Linked DNA regions of Zea mays: all the other regions are linked to region 1. A link is a contact called in public Hi-C data. All regions are on one chromosome and are shown on one strand. The core of a region is the stretch at or near the end of the contact, and the rest is flanking DNA. Distances in the headings are between cores, read along the strand shown. Region 1 holds the start of LOC103643674 (fructokinase-like 2, chloroplastic). Region 2 holds the start of LOC100304276 (putative regulator of chromosome condensation (RCC1) family protein). Region 3 holds the start of LOC103643670 (nucleolar protein 14).

Region 1 (4,107 bases), core at 1,499-3,998:
CATGTGCCTTTTTTTCTTCTCCTATTAATACAAAGATATGTAGCTCTCTTGCGCATTCGAGAACAAAAAGAATATGACTAAGTGCATTATCAAACACGACAAAAAATGTTGTGCACTCATGCTTTTCGTACAAATATCGTGCAATCAAACTACCAAAAGTCATAAAAAGTTTTCAAAATTTATATATGCACTTCATTATTTACTCTACCAATATATCAAATCTCAAGTTATAATTCATTATATGTTAAGAGATATAAAAAAGACAAAATTCTATCCAATATGAATGATTAAAAATGATAGAATTTTATTTTTTTATATCTCTTAACATATGATGAATTATAACTTGAAATTTGATGTATTGGTAGAGTAGAAGAGTACAAAATGAAGTACAACAGTTTCTCCCGTCAGATATTTTAAAAATGCATCCTTTATGTTCTGAAATAGAAGAGGACCCACACCTACATGTGTACAAAGTGAAAAGCTAAGTATTTTCAGGATCACATATCATTATTAATAAATAAATGTTGCACAGAGCATCTAAAACATAAAGTATTATACATAGGATATGATATCACAGGATTTAAATTTGATGATGGTTTGATATTTACCTCTTTTAGAACTGCCGGGTTGATATCAGACGGCAGGAAACAATCCTCAGCACAAGGTTTAACACAGTTTGTCTTCAGACTTCCTTCGGTTCTGACCTTCATCAAAGACACAGCAGTTGGTGCTGAAGGGTCCATATAAACTGCTCGAGTTTGAACTCCATTGATGTTTAAGTGATACAGCAAACTTTGACCGTAGTCATCATCACCTAATTTTCCCATGAATGCAACCCTTCCACCAATCGCTGCTAAAGCTAGAGCAACATTGGATGAAGACCCTCCTGGTGCCCTCACAAATTTGTCTGGAGACCAAAACATGTCCTTCATTCTATCATGAATCTCATGGTCTATCAACCTATTTGCTGGTCTTCCAGAAGGAATAAAGGAGTATTTGGCAGGTCCAAAGCAGCACACGAGCGGAATTAAATCGTCAACCTCTCCAATATCCTCATGTAGCACTGACGCTATTTTACTTTCCAGAACACTGGCAGAATTCTGTAGACGAGTCTGATCTTCTCTTTCATTATAGAGCATCAAATCTTTGCTCAGATGCTCTCCAGCATTATCAATAGGTTCCTCTACAGTCTTAACTTTTCTACGTCCCCTCTTCTTCGGTTCCTTGGCCTTATCCTTCTCCTCTTCTGAGCTTGCAGAAGTAGCAGCTGTAACAGAATAGACAGAACAGAGAAAAATTGTGACTTGCTAAGCTGTTCCCAGTCGAGAAAAATTATGAAAACCGCAGCATATAGAAACAGAAGTGCTGCAAAAATGCAACCAATATGTAGGTATTTACCTTTCTTGCGGCCTCTCCTCTTAACTTCCTTAGTCTCTTCAGCGGCCGTTTGTTCAGTGATGACTTCGATTTCTTCTCCTACATCTCTCGATGTTTCAACGGTGGCTTTCTTTCTTCCACGTCTTGGGGTTCTCTTCTTTTTTGTTGAGGTTTCACCGTCACTTTCATCGCTTAACCCATCCACGGCATCTTGTGAAGTCCTTGATGCAAAATTAGCACTGCGGTTAAGCAAACTCACTGTAGATTTAGCCATGTTCTTCCCCATATTGTTTGTCTTGTAATGTATTTGACCCCTGCGCACAACACAATCCAAATGACTTGACCAGACAATATCCAGGTCCATGAATCACAGGACAGAGCCGCATTTCTAGTCCCAGAATGAACAAAGACACAATTCTGGCTCCTAATCTCCTCTATCGCACCACAGACTGCAGCGACCATACGGGGGGAAACGGCATGTTTCACGCGGACTCGCATTGATAATTGGGATATACAGCAACGGATTCACTATGTTGAGAGATTACCTCAATCGATGAGAAGGGGGCTGGGAGCAAGTGAACTGAGGATGGAGAAGAAGATAAGCCATCAATGGAGGCAAGTAGCAAAAATCCCGGTAGCCCCTCCAATCACTGCTCAGCAACGAGGAACAGCAAAACCCCAGGGGACAAGGAGGGGAACGGAGATTTGGCCGGAGCAAATTACACTTTGGCCCATAGTTATGAGGATAAGGGGTAGAAACGTCATACCAGAAAAGGCGTATTCCATTAATTCGCTTTCTTATTCTGTTCGCGTAACCTGTTGTTTTCCTCCCCAGTCGGCGCATGGCGCAGCGCTCTCCTCTGTGCCTGCGCCGCCTCAAATCAAATGAAATCGGGCCTCCTCCGCACTTCCCCAGTCCAATTTTTTTCGCTCGGGAGGTACCGATCTCTTCTTCTTCCCCCGTATAATGGAATGGCATCGAGTTGTATCTTCTCACATCCATGCTGACATTTGTTGTAGAACCCTTGATTCCTATGCTGCTTGCCACCATTTTTCCCAACTAGTTTTAGCGGTTATTGTTGTCGTTGTTGTTTACCGAAAAGAATCCTGTCGTATTCTCGCCTCGAGGTCACAGTGGTTCCGCCATACTTGTCCGGCTCCGACTTTTCAATTTCCAGCACCGGCCACTGTTGCTCTGTTGGAATCCTATCTTCCCCCCTGCTCTTGGTCTCCTCATGTCTACTGCCACAGTGCTACAGATGTGGAAATGAAGCTACTCTACTTCAGATTTCCGTTTCAAAGGATTGTTTAGCTTCAAATGCTCATTCTGATATAAAACAGTTTGCTAATTTTCCTCTCATGTTGGCAGTACCGAGCTTGTTGGGTCCTTAACAAGGGCGGGCGTGCATTTCCCGAGGCACCATTCATCTGTGGAATCCTATGTCTTTGCAAGCTCCCAAGGGCAAGAGATTGTCGTTGCTTTAGGGAGCAACGTGGATGATACACAATCAGTACAGCACCTGATCAACCACTGTTCATATATTCTGTTGTAAGATGGACAACCAAGCTTGGACGACATGATTACGATTTATGCCAAACTGATGAAGATATAGTCCCAGACCAGTTGATCTGGATGTGATATTTTATGATAAGCATCAAACGAACGGAAATATGAGAGAGCATTTTTTTTTCTAGCTCCTTTTGATGGATCTTCTAGGATCTCTTGATCCTTGGATCAATGCAAAGTTGGCATTCTCTCAATATGCTGAAATGTGCACTTTAAACTGTGGAAGAACCTTCATGGAGAGCCTTTGTTTGATCATAAAAGAAGGCCTAATAATAGTGTTGCCTGTGGGTCATGGCCTCATAGACATAATCTGAAGCCAGATATCTTTAGTGACAGGTGGAAATTCTTGAGTGGATGCTGTTTTTCTGAGGTCAAATTGCTAACATCTGAACATGCAGATACAGTTGGCATTGGCACTCGATCCACGTGCCATTTTGCAACAAGGCTCTCAGAGGAGGAAGAGCTTCAAAGGTTGATTCCTGTGCTGGGTGCAGTCGTTAAAGATACTTGAGATAGAAAGAAGCTTATCCATGAATACAATTATATGCAGAAGTGCAGGTGAAACTGTAAATCGAGGAGCATATATAGTGAATGATGTATCTCGCAGGTGCCTTAACCTCTGTTTCTCACATTGTGTGTACATGGCAGGGGATCTATTCACATTGCATAGGCTACAATCTGGGTTTATATAGCCTCTGAGCAATACTCAAGTGTCTTACATGGAACTGGCAGAGAACTTTTTGAACAGAACAGTTGGAGATCTCTTCTATTAACAGAGAAGAATAAGAACCCAAAAAAAACTGTACAGGAAAAAAGGAATCAAGCAGAGCTAAACAAGAACATCACACTAAGCTTGAAGGGAAGATTTAACTCAATTTTATGGCTTAATGGAACTGGCAGAGATTCCTTCGTTGAGAATATTGTTGACCCTTCTAAATATTCTTAACAGAACCCTCAGCTTCTTTCTGGTGTGTCATCCATCAGAAGGGAGAATTGTCAAGGGAGCATTATTGCTTCACATGTACTAGTATGTTACTTGAACCATCCAGGAAAAAGGATTTCAAGGTGGGATGTGTGTGAGTGTGTCAATCCCACATGCAATGGTAGATTTGATGTTGATATACAAAGGTTTGTGATGCATTGTTGAAGCAAATAAAAGATGG
Region 2 (4,374 bases), core at 1,684-4,183, 380 kb after region 1:
TGGCTCTATCTCTTTTGCCCCTTGGCGACGTGTCTGGAAGACCTGGGCCCCTTTAAGATGCAAATTCTTTGTATGGTTGGCAATCAAAAACAGGGTTTGGACAACTGATAGACTGGCAAAAAGAGGCCTGCCCCATCCAGTTGCTTGCCCTCTGTGTGATCAGGCTGAGGAATCCATCCAGCATATTCTTGTCTCCTGCGTGTTTGCTCGACAAATATGGACGTCCATTCTACACAATTTAGGCCTCCTAGCCATTGTCCCTCAGCCTGGATGCACTCGGTTCTCAAACTGGTGGTGCCAAAGTATCAAAAAAGTTGAGAAGAGTCTAAGAAAAGGTCTTAATTCCCTGATCATTTTGGTCACTTGGGAGATTTGGAAGCACCTTAATGCTTGTGTGTTTGAGGGGGTTGTACCCTGCACCCAGCAAGTTAGGAGTGTTGTGATTGAGGAGGGCAGTGTTTGGTGCTTGGCTAGTGCATCGGCTCTGCAAGACCTCCTCCTGCGCCAGCTCCCTAGGGGACCCTAGCAGTTTGGCTGCTGGTTGTCGTTTTGGTTGTGATGTTGCTCTGTGTGCGTGGCGCGTTGTGTTAATGTCATGGGGGTCTTGGCCTATGGGCCTTTGTATTAGGGGTTGACAAGTCTTGTCTCTCCTATGTTTTTTCTTCTTAATAATAATGACACGCAGCTCTCCTGCGTTTGTTCAAAAAAAAGAGTGTTCATATCATATGTACAACCGATCACCAAACGGAGAACATTGATCCATGTCCAGCAGCAAAAAGAGTCAGTAGCAGGTTTTGGATCTTTTGAGCCAGTAGAATTAGGACTCCAATAGAAGGGTGCATCAAGCTCACTGGGTGAAGCCAATTTAGATGTGCCTTCCGAAGAGTAGTGTTCACAGTTACTTGGATCTTGTTACTAACATAATTGAAAACAGAAGCACAAGAAAACAATTTCTAATGTACTAAGTACACATGAACAGAGGACTGGCTCTTTCAATACCAGAGACCATCCGGAGTTTTGTCCTCTTTGCGATCAAGAAGAAGAAAGCATCAATCACCTGCTGATCCATTGTGTTTTTGCTAGGAGTGTGTGGTTCACTGTGTTAAGCATGGTCAATTTGCAGCAGTTCGCTACGGCAGGACATTTGTTTGCAAGTTTGGTGGAATGGGACAGAGAGAAGAGTTCAAAAGCTACACAGAAAAGGTTTCAACTCGCTTGTCATTCTCGTTGCCTGGTGGATTTGGAAACATAGAAACGTCTGCGCCTTTGATGGTGCCTCTCCAAGTCTCTCGTATACTCCAAACCATAAAGGAGGATGCTGCTGTTTGGCACCAGGCTGGTGCTGTGAATTTAAGTTTATTTTGGCCACCTTAGGTTTAGTTTTATGGTAGTATGTATCCTGCCCCTACTGGGGTATTTTTTGTACTCGGTCTATTTTGGACCTTTTTTCCTTCTTAATATAATGACGTGCAGTTCTCCTGTGCGTTCGAGAGAAAAAAATACCAGAGATGGTTATCTCCAGGTACAACTAGCAAAATAAACACATATAGTAACTCAGCTATGGCATCTCTTAGTACAACATTGCAATTAAGGTGTTAGTTCTCTCATCTAAACTATATTTAATTTTTTTGGCACTCTAACATGCACGTATTCGAACGAAGTGTGCAGAACTTACCCCAGGTGAACAGTGATCCATCGGAAGCAACTGCAGCGGTATGCTCACGGCCACATGCAATATCGGTCCACCTGAGGCTCTTCCCATTCCCCAATTTGAATAGTTTGGGAGGGAGGCTCTTGGGGATCCTCAAGTGGCATTCCTTGCCCTTTCGGGCAGTCTGGCCACTGTGGTTATAACCCCATATGTAAATTGCACTCTTTGTTGGCACACCAACAACACGCAAGTTACTGAGCACATCATCTACATCCATGGCCCTGGTTGATTATGATGAATAAAAGATAAGCACAACAACAAACAAGCAGAGCAGTGCAACCATTAAACCAATAGACAGAGAGATAGAACAGTGCAAGTGAATCTGTTGAGACCATCAGGCCAAAAAATAACAAAAGAGAGCAGTTCGGCCCAAAAAAAACATCCCAGCTTTGATGAATGACTGTTTCCATTCACAGCATTAAGGGTGTCCATTTCCTCTTTCATGTTCTCATTAACAACTAATATGTTCATCAAAAGATAAAATTGTCATTAATGAGACTATCTGTCATGGACTCATGGTAATCCTACAGAGATCGTATAGAGAACAAAAGTACCATTTGGAACTGAACAATTACGCCATCAAATAAGCAGTTTGAACCAGCAAATTTGGTAGGATGAACAAATGCCGCCCTAATTCAGAACACATCTATGTCTTCTCAAAGATTTAAGTCACTTTAATAGAATTTTGCAAACAGAGCACATTGAAGCTACAAAACTAAATCACCCTTGCTAACAAGATCGCAACGTGTGTAAGACGGCAACTGCGGCACTACATATGGGGTAAACAGGCAGCTGCAGGAAGAACAAGCTTAAGGTATCGGGAACCATCCCCTAATAGTCCACAAAATGTCCATCGGGACACGTCACCGGCTAAGGAATCCAGATAAAATGAACAATAGCTTAAACTGAAACTTATCCATTATTTGAAATTGGAGAAAGAGCTAAATCTATCCTCCTACCTAAGGAGATCCTCAATTTCCCCAACTTCTGTTTCATCAAATCAGACTGGCGACCATCCAGCAATCGATTAGCGCAACGCAGAAAGCCGAGCAGAGGTTCATCCAGCGCTCACCTGGAGAGAAGGGACGAGGCCGAAGAGCGGGGCAGACTTCGGGCGGATTCTACTAATGGCGGGGAGCTTTGCTTGCTTCTCCTAGTTTGACCGGTGGAAATGGCCTCGTTCCCTTGTTCGTCGGGCTCGTGGCGCACACGCCTGTCCGTGGGCACCGACCACCGGAATTTTCTGGATTCCCGAGGTCCTTGAAAGGATGGAGGACACAGCCAGCCACACGAGCCACACAGGGACGGCAGAGAGACAAAGCGGCTCACGTGATCACGTCACGTGCCTAGCGTGAACCGGGTCCAGGGGAGGTTAGCAGGTTGCTGAGAGCACGGGTCTGGAGCGTGAACCGAGACCACCAACGCCTACCGACCAAATTCGGCGACTGCTTCTCCATCCTTCCACGAATTACACGAGGAAAGAACGCTGATAAACAAATGGCGTAAATCTCTATCGACGAAGCTGTGGAGGAAAACGAAGGATCTCCCCGTGCTTGTGCATGCCAGATCGCCTGCTCTACGTCCGCATCCCGTCCCTCGCGAAACTCGGCACTCCCAGGGTTCGTTTCTTTGTTTCACCTACTCTCGTTGTTTATGCTAATTTGTTAGGCGCCTTTGCTTCAGGAAATGGTGATTGTATCGTACTATTCTGGGGGGAAAGCGCAATTATTTGAGGGCAAGTTGATTCATCATGGAGGGGTAGGGCTACCGCATTTTTTATTTGTTTCGGTAGAACGACAATTTGATCATAATTAGGAAATATATTATTGTTTTGTCTAGTAAAAAAAATCTTTTCTCGATAACACTGGTTGAAATAAGTTTTGGATATGGCCATCTTGGCCAAATCATGGGATTAAACTGTTGAGTTTAGGTGGATGAACCATGAACCAGCATATTAGTATTATGGATGAGGTGGTTATAGAATGAACCGATTAAGATACGCTTCCATTCTGGAAAGGGAGCATATGCCCTTGTCTCTTGGTTTTTTTTTTACGAAGGGGCGAAGCCCCCTATTTCATTAAGAAATAGGAAAGTTTGAAACATCCACAACCACGCGGCACATCATCCCAAAAGATCGAACACGGCCAGAACCCTATCTAGACTCTAAACACTATCAAACTAGATTAGTGAAGAGCCTAAGATAGCAGAGAAAGTTTGGCCTACGATTAACTACATAAGACTTTCTTATTTACAACCCAATCAGACAGGCAGAAGCCACAAAAGGAACTGAACAAGCCAACCATCAAGAGACAAACAAACTTCATCACCATCTTCCAAGTTCCAGCTTCCATATCAACCAGAAATGCGCCTATCTAAAGGGCACCACCCAAAGGCCCGGCCGAATGCCTCACTTGCCGTCTTTCGGATTAGCTTGCTTCCTAGAACCACCATTTTTTGCTCCTTCTTTTTCTGACGAGTAGCCCATGAATCCAGCTAGAAGCAGCAAAGAAAAATAATGTTAGAAGGATCAAGCAAATGTTTCTTTCCAAAGCACCAATCATTTCTAGTGCGCCAAATAGCCCAGAATAAAGCACCACAACCAAACAAAACCAAATTAGCAGTTTTGTCTTTTGGTTTACTTAACCAATTGTCATAAAGGTAGC
Region 3 (4,071 bases), core at 171-2,670, 490 kb after region 1:
CTGCATACATTTCAGTGCTATTTCGTTCAATTTTTTCAGATTCCAAATATATCTAGATGTAGAGTAGTAAAAAACCATGTATAGAAAAACCAAAACAATCTACAAATTGGAACAGTGGGTAGGAAAGTTCATTTCATATTGACTACAGGAATTACAAGAGGGAAAAAAACTGGTGTTGTGAATGGCTTCCTCCAAGTAAGCAAGCCATATTATGAGTCTCTAGAGGAACTGTTTGTCCGGATGGGCGGTCTCATCATCAGTATTGCTAATAGTCATGATGTTGACGTTCTTCTTTTTTCATTTTGCAATCCGCTCAATCCGGACACTTAGAAAAAATGACCAAGCTCTCCACAGCTTAAGCAAAACAACTTTGCTTTCTTCTTCTTCTTGAAGGTACTTGTTGGTTTGGCATTGAAAGGCTTATTCTTTGTTTTGTTCTTGCCGTGTGGCAGTGTGGGGTTTTGTACACCATGTTGGTGCTAGAATAGCCCTCGCTCCCCTTCTCAAATAACGTCATTAGCTTGAGCCTTCTCATCAACATCAAAAGACGTTATTAGGTTTTAACAAATATTTCATTTCTCTTTTGTTTGAGAGTTATGTCGAATCCCCTTCTGAAGGAGCAACTTTGTAGTAATATATTTGGCCACAAACTTGTTAGGCATGCATGACACATTCAAGGAGTTCAAGTCACGGAAAGGGTCTTTGATACTTATTAGAATTTATACATATGGGCTTCAAAGAACTGACAATGCATACTCTAAGAGTTTTGGAAAAATTCCTGGTATGCCATCCGATTTTATATTCATTTCTTGTGTGCCACTCAGAGGCATATAGGTATATTTTTTATGTGTATGGCATGTGGGCACAAGGAACAAGTATATTTTTCAATATAATACAGGGAATTGACCCGTTTTGGAAAAATTCCTGGTATGCCATCAGATTATTGACCCAAGAGTTTTATATTGTTGTTTTTACGACTGCAAGTGCCATATATAATGGAATGGAAATGGATGAGGCACTCATTCTCAACGATGTAAATGTTGTTAATATAGAGATTTTTTAATAGTGCCAAGCGAGTTTCATATCTATAAAACTCATTTATTCTCTCTTCTTAAAAAGATTGCCACACTATTTAAATGTTTACGTGGCAAATTATTAAATGCAAACTAAACTCCCACTAAAACTAGCCTACTGCCCTTTTAAATTTTACACAAAAACAATGTAAGTGTTGTTAATATTTTATTTGTAAAAAATAATTTTAAACTGCTTTTATTTTAATGACACTTTGCATCGAAGAAATGATATTTTAGTAGAGGAAAGAAATGACACCTTTTTGTTCTGAGAAAGTTGTTTGTTGCTTATTGGGCCTTGACCCTCGGTGCATTGTCATGTGTGGCCCATAATATGAACCAGCCCAACATTCAATCTCAGAGAAGCGAGCTCCTCTGTCCAGTAAACGCAAATCCCAGAGAAACATCTAAACCCTAGCGGCGGAACCTTCCCCGTCGCTCTGTCCTCCTGTCCGGACATGGCGAAGACGAAGCCCATGGCGGCGGCGGGCGAGAAGAAGAAGAGCAAAGGAAAGAAGAAAGGCAAGAATGGCCCGGCCAAGGTGGCCATGAAGGCTCGTGGCGCGGCGGCGGAGGAGCGGAACAACCCGTTCGAGGCCATCTGGTCGCGCCGCAAGTTCGACGTGCTCGGCAAGAAGCGCAAGGGCGAGGAGCGGCGCGTATCGCGCTCACGTTCCGAGGCCATCCGCAAGGTAACTGCTGCTTAGCTGCTTTTCCGCTGGTTGATTGGTGGCTGATTCCTCTTGCCTTGCTGCAGAGGGAGAACACGCTGCTCAAGGAGTTCGTTGAGAGCGCCAAGTCGTCCGTGTTCCACGACCGGCGTATCGGCGAGAGGGACGACACACTGCCCGAGTTCGACAAGGCCATCCTTCGCCAGCAACGCGAGCGCTTGGTATGTTGCGCTTAGAGATAGTTCATAGTTCATTAATTGAAGAGCGACACTGACATCTCTAGTATTTCTCCCGACATTGACATGCTTCGGTGCAAAAGAGACCAACATAAACCAGTATCTGTTGTGAACTTATGGTTTATCAACCCATTCTTCTATTGGTTAGGCCAAGTTGAAACGAGAAAGCAAGTACAATCTATCAGATGATGATGAAGACGAAATCAATATTCATAATGTGCTGCTATCGGAAAATGATGATTTTGATGAGGAAGTGCCTCTCGATGATGGGAGCGACGAGGAAGGTACACCTATCTCTGGCTGGAATACAATCCTCTCCAGTTGTTATAGTTTATCCATCTAGATCATGTGAGATTGTCTAGTGTCTAGCATCAGCATTATGTGCAGTATGATCTTGTCTTTTCTGTTATGCAATTATATTTTGACTGTGAACTGGATGCCAGACTGCATTGTGATCTTTTGATTTCACCTTGTTCTCCATATTCTTGTTTGGGCTTACTTTCTGTTAGTACTGTGAGTAGAACAAAAGTTATTTTGATGTGGACCTATAAATCTTGTGTTAGTATGATGCTTCAATAACTAGTTATTGTAGTAACCGGTTTGCATTGCGAAAAGCAACTGCTGGATTTAATTATGCCATTTTGAGCTTGTTACCTCAATGATGGAGATAATAAGAATGGTGATAATATTATAGCAGTATAAAGAATTGTATTTCTATGCATATCAGTTCATGTTTTGTTTCTATGTTGTTCATTTGCTTTCAATCTTTATACTTCCAGGTAAAATGGTCCTCTCAAAGAAGCGTTTATCTCTCCAAAGTGATGACCATCCTTCAATAACTGATCTACCACAAGAAACACACGTGAGTTTTATAGCCACATAGAGAAATTGAGATGTAAATGCAATCATGTGATCCATATGAGGTTACCTCATTCTACTTATCTTGTGTTAGCAGGGGCAGAAGAGCAAGAAGGAAGTTATGACGGAGATCATTTCAAAGAGTAAATTTTATAAGGTGGGTATTGTGTGTGATCTAACTCTTAACAAGCCTTTTTTTGGCTAGCGTGTCATGGCATGGTAGTGTTACCTAGAACAATATCTTTCCCTTTAGTATTAACCTAGGGCTCATTATTGGGTTGTGCTTTCGGCTTCTGCTGACATCAACTAATGATCTGAAGCCTCAACGAAAATACCTAGGTAATTGGATTAGAACATATTGAGTTTCAAACTTTCAATAACTGCTTACTTCATTACGTTCAACTTGTGGTACTTACATCTCAATGTGTTCAATTTTTGTTACTTTCGCTTTTTTCACAAACCTTTTGAGACGTATCCCAACATTTCTGACTTCTCCCTACACCAAAGAAAGCTGAATTTAACTTTGTATGTCTTGTGTTTCCTGACACTGACAACGCTGACCATGCACCCATCAATGGTTCCACTTATTTACTATGCTACTAACTGATGACAAACTTATTTTAACAAATTATTCTATATATTTCTGCTGCGTCTGATCACATTTTCTGCAGCCCGTTGATGCTCAGCACTACCTGATTTTTCACCTATAATACTTGTTCTGTCTTCAATCTTTTAGATTACATATTTCTTGGAATTTGGAAATTCTTAGTGCTGTCATATAACTTCAACACAATTTGCTCTATTGATGCAGGCCCAAAGAGCCAAGGAGAGGGAAGAGGATGAACATCTTGTCGACAAGTTAGACAGTGATTTTGCATCATTGGCCCAGACACGGGCGTTATTGTCCTTAACTGAGTCAGCTAAGGTCAAGGTGAACAAAACTGATTCAAGCACTGGCTTGACTGGGAAGGAGTTTTCTAACAAGGTGAGCCTGTTTTTGGTCATCAGTTACCAAAATACTGTCCATTTCTTTTTAGAGCTTTCTATCAAAACATTCTGATAGCATCTGAAGCTGTCTTCTGTATATTAGCGGTGGGTTGTGGGATGTGACTTCGTCACTATTACACGTGAGGAAGGAGTTGTTAGTCTGGAAAGGTCAAGTAGTGACCAGGAAGGATACCTTTTGGTATTTAGGATTAGGATATTGATGAAGATGTTAGCCATAGAATCAAAGCA

Evidence for each region. A called contact is a pair of places that touch in the nucleus more often than the background predicts.
Region 2: a contact with region 1 is called in a Hi-C map of leaf, with 3 times the contacts expected there. The contact joins the promoter of LOC100304276 here to the promoter of LOC103643674 in region 1. A contact is called at or near these places in 7 of 25 Hi-C or Micro-C datasets (bundle sheath, ear, leaf and 2 more).
Region 3: a contact with region 1 is called in a Hi-C map of ear, with 2.1 times the contacts expected there. The contact joins the promoter of LOC103643670 here to the promoter of LOC103643674 in region 1. A contact is called at or near these places in 3 of 25 Hi-C or Micro-C datasets (ear, endosperm and leaf).

The regions. Positions count from the first base shown.
Region 1 is chr1:255,229,565-255,233,671 of Zm-B73-REFERENCE-NAM-5.0, reverse strand. LOC103643674 (fructokinase-like 2, chloroplastic) reads right to left here and starts at 2,748. Exons shown (of 5, transcript XM_008666858.3): 1 at 1,923-2,748; 2 at 1,399-1,691; 3 at 609-1,267. The coding sequence starts at 2,428. It overlaps LOC103643675 (a long non-coding RNA gene), which reads left to right and starts at 2,152. Exons shown (of 4, transcript XR_004855532.1): 1 at 2,152-2,315; 2 at 2,747-4,009.
Region 2 is chr1:254,848,755-254,853,128 of Zm-B73-REFERENCE-NAM-5.0, reverse strand. LOC100304276 (putative regulator of chromosome condensation (RCC1) family protein) reads right to left here and starts at 2,933. Exons shown (of 9, transcript NM_001165719.1): 1 at 2,784-2,933; 2 at 1,676-1,932. The coding sequence starts at 1,928. LOC100278337 reads left to right here and starts at 3,036. Exons shown (of 8, transcript NM_001407295.1): 1 at 3,036-3,330. It also overlaps a transcript of LOC100282360 not described here.
Region 3 is chr1:254,735,960-254,740,030 of Zm-B73-REFERENCE-NAM-5.0, reverse strand. LOC103643670 (nucleolar protein 14) reads left to right here and starts at 1,420. Exons shown (of 14, transcript XM_008666838.3): 1 at 1,420-1,762; 2 at 1,828-1,962; 3 at 2,126-2,261; 4 at 2,757-2,839; 5 at 2,933-2,992; 6 at 3,647-3,820. The coding sequence starts at 1,529.